Linked DNA regions of Capsicum annuum: region 2 is linked to region 1. Evidence: chromatin contacts called from public Hi-C data. All regions are on one chromosome and are shown on one strand. Each heading gives the region's core, a stretch centred on a gene start, on an enhancer-like site or on the middle of the called end of the contact. The rest is flanking DNA. Distances are from core to core; before and after follow the strand shown. Region 1 holds the start of LOC107857552 (protein REVEILLE 1). Region 2 has its middle 130 kb from the start of LOC107857552.

What was found. Hi-C and Micro-C count contacts between places; a contact is called where the count stands out from the background.
Region 2: a Hi-C map of leaf shows a contact between it and region 1, with 2.3 times the contacts expected there. The contact joins the enhancer-like site here to the promoter of LOC107857552 in region 1. A contact is called at or near these places in 2 of 5 Hi-C or Micro-C datasets (leaf and placenta).

The regions. Positions count from the first base shown.
Region 1 is chr2:44,263,631-44,269,602 of UCD10Xv1.1, forward strand. LOC107857552 (protein REVEILLE 1) reads right to left here and starts at 1,782. Exons shown (of 6, transcript XM_016702347.2): 1 at 1,267-1,782; 2 at 258-371; 3 at 51-162. The coding sequence starts at 1,278.
Region 2 is chr2:44,396,856-44,402,859 of UCD10Xv1.1, forward strand. No RefSeq gene overlaps it. Among protein-coding and RNA genes, the nearest start is that of LOC107857552, 130 kb to the left of the region's middle. Within about 2 kb of position 3,251, at least 5 of the 5 cell types and tissues checked have an H3K27ac peak or open chromatin away from gene starts, as enhancers often do. A contact at or near this core is called in leaf, where this site is marked.

The DNA.
Region 1 (5,972 bases), core at 532-3,031:
GAGCAGCAGAAGATAACTCGAACAATCCATTGATTTTATTAGCTGTTTACCTTCTATACGTCGCCATGCCCTACCATGCAGCCTTAAAGCTTCAAGGAACTTCTTATGTTCTTCCTCTGACCACCTCTCTCTTTGCTTTGAAATGGTGTATGGCTTTCTTATCTGTTTGTATGAAATAGAACATCCAGTCAGATATGAGCTTAACAAGTTAACATAAACTATATTGTTAATTATGGCATTTGGGCAGCGCACCGAACCTTAGGAGCATATTCTTCTGCTGGAGTAACTTGCTCTTCAAGCTGAATGCGAGCTCCCACAGCAAGTGAGATCCTACTTCTGCTGGGAGGTGTAGTGTCCGACTCACTTTGATCCTAAAATTTCAGGAGAGTAAGGAGACATTAGTTACAACCTCATTTATTCTAGGGAGATTTGAAGTTCTTATGACAGATTTTCCATTTGAAGCAGAGCATCCCTACTAATGTAGAATTATGGTTACCCCCAACCCCCCAACCCCCAAAAAAAAAAAACTTAGGTTATCATAATGACTATTGAATTTGTCTACGCTGAAAATATCTTACAGTTGATTGAAACAATTCAGGACTATACCAAAAAACAATTTTTAATTGACTGATGCATCTGAGGTAAAAGGAGAATAATAAATTAACCTGCATAATTCATTCCCAAATTTAGTTCCTTTCAACCCAAAACCAAAACCACAAATCCTCGCAAATCTAGACTAATAAGCTTTTGATTTATAAAAAGTAAAAATTCTAAAGAGTTGCAATTTTTTCTGTCTACTTCAACATCCCCCTAATAAGACTTGCGTTCAATCATAAAATTAATTTAACCTACCATGGCTGGAACATGGTTGACTAATATCCCTGTGCACACATAATGGAGCCATTATGGACAAACATAAGTATAATCTGTTGGAAGTTGGAACAAGCAAAAAACATCTTTTTTAACAATTGAGAGCAAGGCACCTCGAAAAAAATCACAAAAAGTAGCATTCCTTATTTCCTTTTTAAAAAATACGTCCTTTTTTCATTTTTCGTAACTCTTAAATCTCAACTTTTTATTTTTACATGACATTTAAGACCAAAGACATTTTAGTACATTCAATTTATTTTAAATTTAAGACTAAAACATTAAAAATTTCTTTAATTTCTTTAATTACTGTCAAATCTAAAATAGAACAAACAAATTGAAATGGAAGGAGTATCATCTAAAGATTAAATACGTAAGAAAAATAGATAAGATGCATACTGGTATATTCATTTTTGCTGAAACAAACAGTATTCCTTGTTTAGCTAATAAATTCTCTTCAGTGCCCAAACCCAGAAATATCAACGGTCACTTTCAAATTCAGTCAATATTAAGCTCCAAGATCCAAAAAATTCCAAGAAACCACACGATCTAAAATCCCAACACAGAACTGTAGCTCTTCAGACCCTGTTCACTTCAAAATTTTCCCCTTTATAGATCTGAATCTTCATCCTTCTCACCAACAAAACATCAAAATTCTTGAATAAAGGCCACTGATCATAGAGAAACAAAGAAACAACAAGTTCGAAATAAATAAATATGCAACGATTTGTCTAATTCTTAAGAGCGAAACACAGAGTAACGAGAAAGAAGACAGTTGTCCTAAAAGAAGATGAAGGATAAACTAAACAAGTGTGAAGAAAACAAAACAAATATTTGGGAAGTTGAAGAAAAAGGAGAAGCAGAAGAAGGCAGAGAAAAATGGGCAAATGAAAAATAATTTTTTCAGTTTTTTGGGGGTTGAAAAGGGGAGAAGGGAAGTGCTGCCACGTCATGGGGTAAAGTGAAAGTTTCGTTTTCTTTTGGGGGTATTTTTCGAATTTCCGGTAGAACGACCGAGAAATCGATTCAAGTCTTGTGGCTCACATTCAATGACACGTGGAAATTTGACTTCTTTTTTCCCTTTTTCTATTTTTTTTAAATATCGTGTTTTATTTAAGCCAAGATTTTGACGAAAGTGCTAAAATTCCATGTTTTCATACTCGCGAGTAGAACTGGAACCTTGTACTTTCTTCTTTTGTCTACCACGTGTCATCATTTTTGTGGAAAGACACTTTTCGCTTTTTCTGCCATGGTGGGTAAACAGTTTTGACTATTTCATCACTTTTTCAAAATTTGCCCTTTTCAAATGATGCAATCTGACAAGATATTATCCGAACTACTAAGATTTTTTATGGAAATAAAAATATGTTTGAATAATTCTTGTTTTTAAGAAAGTCTTATCTTTTTTCTTTAATAATATCCAAACAAACACCATCTTATGTTTTTTATATATATATTTTCACTTAAAAAAAACTTTATACAGGCGGCATGTCATCTTTTTATATTATACTAGTTACGAATAGCTCGTGCAAGGCACGGCCAAATAAATATTTTAAAAAAAATTATTTTAATCATTATGATTTATAATATTTTTTATATATTTTTTAAAAAAATATAATAAATTTTTTTTTAGATATTTTAAGTTGTTAACTATTGTAATTTATAATATTTTTTTATGTAATTTTCAAATGCTTAGATACCATAATAATTAATTATGAGTGATATAGTAAAGTTATGATTAAAACAGTGTGTAGCAGACATGTCTTAATGACTCACAACAACTAATTAGAAGAGATATAGAAAAATTACTGTAAAAAATACTTGTGCAAAATTTCAAATAGTCATAATGATTAATTAGGAGTGACATAGTAAAATCACGATTGAAACAGAAAAGCAGACATGTCTAATTAGAAGCGATATAACAAAATTATTATACAAAAATATTTGGTGAAGCAGCTGAAGCAGACATGTCATAAATAACTAATTTACTTTTTTATTAAATATTATTAATTTTTTAATACATAAATAAATTTATAAATTTAATTAGAAATGATATAATAAAATTACGAAGGAAGCAGCATATGAAACAGACGGGAGAAGTAGGCATGTTGAAGGAGACCTGCCTGCTTCTTCTACCCCATTCCCTCATAGATATCTACTTTATTTTTTATTAAATATTATTAATTTTGTAATATATAAATAAATTTATAATAATTAATTAGAGGTGATATAATAAAATTAGAGAGAAAACAGCTTATGAAGCAGATAGGAGAATTGACGAAGACCTTCCTGCTTCTCCTAACCCATTCCCTCTTATTGGATAAGATATATTAGATATTAGACCAATGGCAATACAGATGCAACATGCTAAATATAATTTTTTAAAAAATTATCGTGAAAGCAATCAAATAAATTGTCATGATTAAGTATTGATATATTTATATATAATATGAGTGTATTTAAAAATTTAATCATAATTTATATTCTTTGGATAATTTTACTATCTAAAGTTTAGATCTTTCATTAAGTGTTAAGAAAATATATTTATGCATGCAGTAGCGTAAACAATTAAATAGTTTTTAATAATTTAAATTTTTAATTGTTCTGATTTATAATATTTTTTATCTATTCCAACTTAAGTGACACTGATATAATTTCGAGAGTCGAACAAATAACAATTAAAGTAGCAAAGTAGATATGTCTTAAATGACTCATAATAACTAATTAGAAGTGATATAATAAAAGTGCTATAAAAAATATGTGTGAAAATAACTTAAGTGGGCTTCATTTAAAATATCAAGTTAATTTAAAATATGAAGAGTTAATTTATTATTTTATTTTTATTTTATATTTTTTATTAAATATTATTAATTCTTAATACTTAAATGACTTATAATAATTAATTAGGGGTAATATAGTAAAATTACGATTGAAACAGCTGAAGCAGACATGTCATAAGTGTTTATTTTACTTTTTATTAAATATTATTAATTTTGTAATACATAAATAAAATATACTCCCTCCATCCCATTTTGTGTGGCGTCATTTGATCGGGCATGGAGTTTAAGAAATAAGTAAAGACTTGATTTTTTTACCAAATTGTCCTTCATTAAAACAATGTACTATTATTATTTTTAATTAAATGGGACCGATAAAGATAAAAGTATAATTGTATCTTTAAATAGTTATCAAATAGGGAAAGGTGACATTCTTTTTGGGACGGACAAAAAAGGAAATGATGATACATAAAATGGGAAGGAGGGAGTAATAGTTATTAATTAGGGGTGATATAGTAAAACCACGGAGCAAGTGATGGTCGGCAAACATGTCGACCACCAAAACAAAAAAGTTTACGTATTTCATGCTTCATTTATTTGTATCTAATAAAAAATGAAAGTTTGATCATTCACATCTTAGTTCATAACTATGTATTTAATTTTCTATTTGAATCACAATAAGTGTACCACTCTCATACTCTCTTTTTGACAGTGTAATACCCCAAACTTTCTTCAACTCGAGTTTCATCCTTAAGAAGAGTAAGGGCTGACTTCCCAAGTGAAAAATATTATTAAACTATGTAGAATTTCCCTAATATCGACTTTTTTTCATGTGGAGAATTGAATAAGTTTTTCGTCGATACTAAATTCGCCCAAATTCGACACTCGGGCAAAGAGTTAGAGCCATTTTTGTGAGATAGTATACCACCTGATACTTTGACGCATCGCGGAGTCAGCTAAAATGGCAATTGTCAAAATCCAGTAAGCCTCCATGATTCCACCGCGTTGCGGTGTATTTTCAGTTCGCAACCAAGGTGACAACGCGATTTCCACCGCGTCGAGCCATCAAGCAGTTTTCCAATTGTCCAATTTTCAGTAAGCTGGCACGATTATGGCGCGTCGTGCCAGCATGTAAAATTGAGATTTTTTTCAGTTCCGAATTTTAATTCCAAGGGAAAGACGGTTATTTTTCTACCCTTATATATACTCTTTAACATGAGATTTCTCATTATTTCACCCAAATATACTAATTTTCTCTCAATTTTCTTCAAGAACAACCATTAGGGTTCATAGCTCAAGACCCAAGTCATCAAGATTCCTTCGTAAATCTTCCGAGAATCATATAACAAGGTATGTTAGATGTTGATCCTTGGGTTCCTTCCACCTAAGAAGCTCAAGAATCTTTTTCAAAATTTTGAGGTTTACATATTTATGAGATTTCATGATTTATGTGTATTAGAGTTCATGATTTTGTATTGTTGGGTTTTAATTCATGATTTAGACTACCAATTTCAAGAGTTGATTCTAGTATGTGATGAATTGTATGATGATCATGATAAACCCTCTTCAAGTTGCATGATATTGATGTATTCATGATAATTAAGTATAGAATTTGTGGTATAACCAAAGCATGTTCCCCATATGTTTGATAAAATGCTTAAGTAAAGATAATAGTGCCTATTTAGTATGTTAAGCATGAAATCCCCAATTTTGTAATAACTAGTGCATGCCAAGCGTTTGTTGAAATGCCTTAGTGAATGGATTATGATAAGTTGCATGCATTCTTATCCATGTGTATTTCTTATTGAACAACTATGAGATATTAGTATGCATTCCCTATACATTTACATGTGTATGACATTCAAGTGATTGACGAGATATCGTATTGATTATGTTGTGAATGAAAGTCCATGGTCATGATTATTTAAGAATAGTTATGTTTTACTTTTATGTTATCGAGTCTTGGGGGTATTTATACCCGATAAATTAGCTGTTGTCTAAAGCCAGTGTCAGTTTTCATGATAATCTCAGTCAAGCCATGATCCTTAAAACTCAGTCAGTTACAGAATTCAGTACTCTCAGATCAGTCAAGTCAGATAATCAGTAATAGATTCAGCTCAGTCTAGTACAGTTCAAGAATCAGTTTAGTGTCTTTCAGTTGGGAGTAGGAACTAGCACCGAGCGAGTGCAGGGATAACGGCTTCCCCGTTAGAGAGGCAGAGTCGTTAGTAATAGTCCCTGAACTCCAGAACTGCATAGCCAGCGCAGGACCAGGAGTCACCCGTTAGATTAAGGCTTGACTATTATATTGCCTTAGGCTTGACTTCC
Region 2 (6,004 bases), core at 2,001-4,500, 130 kb after region 1:
ACATGTTAACGTGTTATACAACTAAGCCGATGCTGACCCACTATCCTAGTAAAGCTTGTAGGCCAATTAGAGAGTTTTCCCAATGAAATTTATAATCACCAGCTGGCCGGGCCCTGGTTAAATGACTAGATTGATATTATTAGTCCCACAAAATATTGGAGTTTCACACGCTATGTGCCGGATGCCCTACTCACCACATGTTTGTAACAATTTTGATGCCAGAATTGGTACCAACATTTTAAAACAGGTACCAACATTTTAAAACATAAATGCCTAGTGGTACATTGGCCTAAAAAGTAAGAAGATAAAAGCCTAACACACTTCGATGCTTTTTTATTTAGATCTCCAAATTCTAGTTTCTTATTACGGTCTCGTTTCGTATTACTGTCATATGATTAGCAACGCATAAATGTTTCTCATAAATATGTCAAAGTCATGTGCTGTACATATTGTGTGGTTTTTGCTTTAATAAATAAGGCCATTTGTGGTCATTTATTTTTATTTTTTTTAAAAAAAGAAATTATCAGTTTGGTAATAGTAAATGTGCCAATTTTTATCGTGTATTCTTTCCATTCACTTTTACTCGTCTACAATGAATTTTTACTTTCCTTACAAAAAATAAATCAAAATTTTATTTTACAATAATATCCAAATTAATTTTTGTCTTAAGTTTTGAGAAATAATTTACGAAATAAGCAATTAATTTAAAAAATAACATATAAAAAAAATTTAGACAAATAAAAATGAAATTTATTTTTAATATAGGAGACAATTAAAATACACAGAGAAAATAAGTTCTAAGATGCCTTACAAAGCTTATTTAGGTACTTACAAAGCCCACAAGGGTCTTTTGGTTGGGAACAAACTGTTCCAAGATAATTACTTCGGAATTAGCTATTTTAGAATAGTAAAATAACTTATTTCATTACTATAAATTTAATAGTGAGATAAATAATTTTGAAACTGTGTACCTCCAATCAAATACAAAATAAAATAATTTAATATTTTATCTCAAGTAATTATAACTTACACCTCTCACCAAATGACTTGTAACTTAAGGAGAAAATATTATTCTGACATCCGGTGATTACTACTACTGGTTACTAATATATAGAGATGGGAATCTGAGGAGGTTAAAGTCAGGCCATTAAATTGACCAATTTGTCCTTCACTTTTTGAAAAATTCTTACTACTATTTTACTAATAATTTATACTTACTTTATTTACTAATAATTATATAAAGTGTTATAATTCACAATAATTAACAACTTAAAATTTCTCTCTCTATATATATTCTAATATATAGAAGAGGCTTAGAAGCAGGAGGCGGTCGTCATGCCTGCTTCCTCCTTGATTTTATCATATCACTCCTAATTAATTATTATATGTCATTTAGGTATTAAAAAATTAATAATATTTAACAAAAATATAAAATAGACATTTATGACATGTCTGTTTCAGCCGTTTCAACCGTAATTTTACTAATTTATCTCTAATTAATTACTATAGGTCATTTAAGTATTAATCCGTGATTTTACTATATCACCCCTAATTAATTATTATATGTCATTTAAGTATTAAAAATTAATAATATTTAACAAAAAATAAAATACACATTTATGACATGTCTGCTTCAGTTGCTTCAACCATAATTTTATTATTTCATCCCCAATTAATTACTATAAGTCATTTAAGTATTAACAAAATTAATAATATTTAATAGAAAAGATAAAATAAACAAAAAAAAAATGATAAACAAACTATTGAAGTTTTAAATTAACTTGACATCTTATATAAGGCCTGTCTAAATTTTTTTCACAACTATTTTTTATATTAATTTTGTTATACCACTTCTAATAAATTATTTCCTAATTGATTATTATATATCATTTACGTATTAAAAAATTAATAATATTTGATAAAAAAAATGTAAAATAGACATTCATGGCATGCTTGCTTCAGTTGTTTCAACCGTAATTTTACTATTTTATCCCTAATTAATTATTATGAGTCATCTAAATATTAAAAAAATTATTTAATAAAAAATAAAATAAAAAAAGATAAATTAATTATTGATGTTTTAAATTAACTTGACATATTATATGAGGCCCACTTAAAAAATTTTCACAACTATTTTTATAGTAATTTTATTGTATCACTTCTAATAAGTTATTATGAGTTATTTAAGATATGTCTACTTTGGGGCTTCAATCGTGATATTTGATTGACTCTCGAAATTATATCAGTGTCACTTAAATTGAAATAGAAGAAAAAGTATTATAAATTTCAGTAATTAAAAACTTAAATTATTCTAAAAATATAATAGACTATCAATGCTATAAAACTTTGGACAAGGAGAGTATTATAAATTATAATGGCTAACAATTTAAAATAGTAAATTACAATGTCAAAAAATTATTATATATTACAATAGCTAACAATTTAAAATATCTAAAAAATATTTAAAATATAATTAATTATCAAAAATTTTATTTGTATCATATAAATTGAGACTAAAAAATAATATATATTGGCACGGGCCTTCGATATCTAGTATAAAATTAAAAAAAAATTGATTGCCTCTTAAAATTTCATCTATGCGACATAACATGGTATAGAGCGAGTAACATATACTGTCCAAAATTTATGTAAAAAGTATTAGAATTACATAATTAAATACTTAAAATATTTAAAAATAATACAAAAAATTTGATCAATAATCCAAATTTCACTTATGCCACATAAATTGGAACATATACAAAATTATATAAATAATAATAATAATAAATTACAATAGTTAACCATTTAAAATATTCAAAAATCGTACAAAATTTTTAATTGACTTTCTAAATTTCATCCGTGTCACATAAATTGAGACAAAAAATAGCATATATTGAACTCGTACTCGTATGAAATCTTATATCTAGTTTACAATTAATGAAAAAAAAAAGGAAAAAAATAGACAAAACGACGATTAAGTTTAATTTATTACACAAAAAGAAACCCACTTATTTTTTATGACTCAAATTAGACTTTCGGTCATGTTTCATCACAAATTGGCCACTCATCCACAATAGATAAAAGACATCAAAACACCCCTAAACTTGTCCTTCAACTTACTTTAGCCCTTTAATTAAATTTTTATTTATTTACCCCTTTAACAATTTTAAAGTGAATTAATATACACCCTTCACAGTTCATCCTAGGTCAAGCCTAGGTGTTATTAAACACGTACATTTCTGATTAGTCCATGTCACATATTAAGTTATTTTATATATTCTATCCATTAAATCTGCAAACCTGACACATTATCCAACCCACACTTAACAAATATTCCAATTCCTAAATCAAACATCATTTCTCACTCCACCTTATACCACAAATGTGTGTATAAACAATCACTCTCTATTTTTCATTTTTAGCTCTATCATCTCTAAAAAAAAAAAATCAAATCAAATCTTTAATTCAATCAGTCACTCGAAAAGGAACAAATTTTTATTCTTGGGTTCATAAAATATTAAAATTTTTCTTGAAAATTCAATCAGTAATTGGAGAAAAGAAAAAAAAATTATTTTTGGGTCTGAAAAATCTTAAATTTTTTGTAGTTTGGTCAATAAAATCTTGATTTCTTTTATTGTTGGGTCAGAATAAAAAAAATCTTGAATTTTTGTTGTTGGGTTCAAAAAATCTTAAATTTTTGTTGCTGGATTTGATTTTTTTATTTTTCTCTAAAAGAAAGGAATTGTTGATTCGAAAAACAACAGCCATATTTGATCATTTTACTCTCTGTGTTTTTCTTGTTTTCATCTTCTTTGTTTTCAATTGAAAACAAAGATTATGGTAGTAGAAGAAGATGAGGATATGGATTAAGCTTTATGTTTCGTGATAAAACTTGAGCGGCTTAAGAAAAAAAAAACGATCTTGATTTTTGCAACAATTTCATAGATTGAACAGATTTTGTATGGTTGAAGAAGCAGGAGAGGAGAAAATTAAGGTTCTTGAGGAATTAATTGGGGTTGGATGTGATTTAAAATGTATAAGATCATTCTATATTTTTTAAATAATTTTTGTACTTAAAAAAAATATTTAATACATCAAATTAACTCATTAACGCACCTAGTTAGTGAGTATCAACATGCAGCCAGGATGTGCTGCGAAGGGTGGATTTCAGTTCATTTTAAAGTTGTTAAGGGAGTGAATAAATAGAAATTTAGTTAAGGAGTTAAAGTAAGCTGGGGTGACAAGTCACTGCTAGTATGGCCATTGAACCATCTTTCTTCTTTTGCATGTTTTTTTTTTTTTCTTTTTTGTAGAAAAAGGACTTTTTTTTTTGCATTATTAAAAAATACTTTCTCATTGTTTTTTGTTTTTCTAACTTTTTATGCTGTAGCTTTTTTAAGAAAAAAATTATTGAAATTTTTAATATATTAATAAATATTTATACACCGTTTATACAATATGGAGACAATATATAACTATTTATATAATATCGTTACACGTTTATACACATTTATATAATATCGATATATTACATATACACTATATATCTATTTATAAAATATTGATACATTATATATATGAGACACAAGAGCATGTGCTTACCATAAACTACTTCTTTGTTTCAATTTATGTGATACAAATAAATTTCGGAGAGTCAATCAATTTTTTTGTATGATTTTTAAATATTTTAAGTTGTAATTATTGTGATATATAATACTTTTATATAATTTTTAGACAATATGTTTTACTCTCGTTGTTTCAATTTATGTGGCGTTGATGTAATTTAGAGAATCATCCAAAATTTTAATATAATTTATTAATTTTCATATGGATTTTAAATATTTTAATTTTTTAATTATTGCAATTTATAATACTTTTACCTAATTTTCAGGTAATATATGCTATGTTCTCTGTCTCAATTTATGTGATATTGATGAAATTTAGAGAGTCAATCGAACTCTTTATATATAGCTTTACATATTTTGAGTTGTTAATTATTGTAATTTATAGTACTTTCTACCAATTTTCAAATAATATGTTACTTCTTTCTCAATTTATGTGACTGTGATATATATGGAGAATCAATCAGATTTTTTATATGTCGATAATATTTTAAGTTGTTAATTAATGTGATTTATGATACTTTTACGTCATTTTAAATAATATTTGTTATTTTTTCTATCCCGACATTTAACACTGATAAAATTTTGAAAGTCAACTAACTTTTTTATGTCTTTCAAATATTTTAAACTGTTAATTATTGTAATTTATAACAATTATTATATAAGTATCCTAATACACACTTAAACAATATAAAAGTATATCCCTCCTCCCTCCTAAAATTGATGTGGCAAAAATAATTAATTGAAATAAAAAGTAGGAGCGTTTGAGTCAAAAATTAAGCAAAAAAAAAAAAAAATATCAAGATACCCCCACCCCCATATCTTTTACTTCACAGCCCCTCCACTTACCCACCATGACCCCCATGTTTCTTCTTCTTCACACAATTACACCCTACACATTTTTCTCTTCTACTTCAATTTTATTTACATCAACTAATTTTTTTAATAAGTTATATTTTTTTCTTACTCCATTATTGATTTTCATCTGAATTTACTTTCTCCGTATCTTCATAACTTAGCCGCCATTATCAATTTCATCAACTACCATCAACACCAATTTCAGCTTCGGCACTCATCAATTTCATCACCTTCCACTATTAATTTAATCACTATAACACCATCGATTTCATTATCTAATCCCCAAAAAATCACAATTAATAGTATTTTGGTGCGTAGAATAGCTATGGAAGAAAGATTTGATTATTAATATCTATTAGAATTTATAAAGACCGATCGATTTTAACTTATAAAAAAATTGATTATAAAATTTATTTTTAACATCTTTGTCAAATTGGTGGTGATGACAACATTATTGGTGGGTAGTAGAGTTGGTGATAGTGACTAATTAATGATTTAGATTTGGCTATTCTGGTGCCATCGAT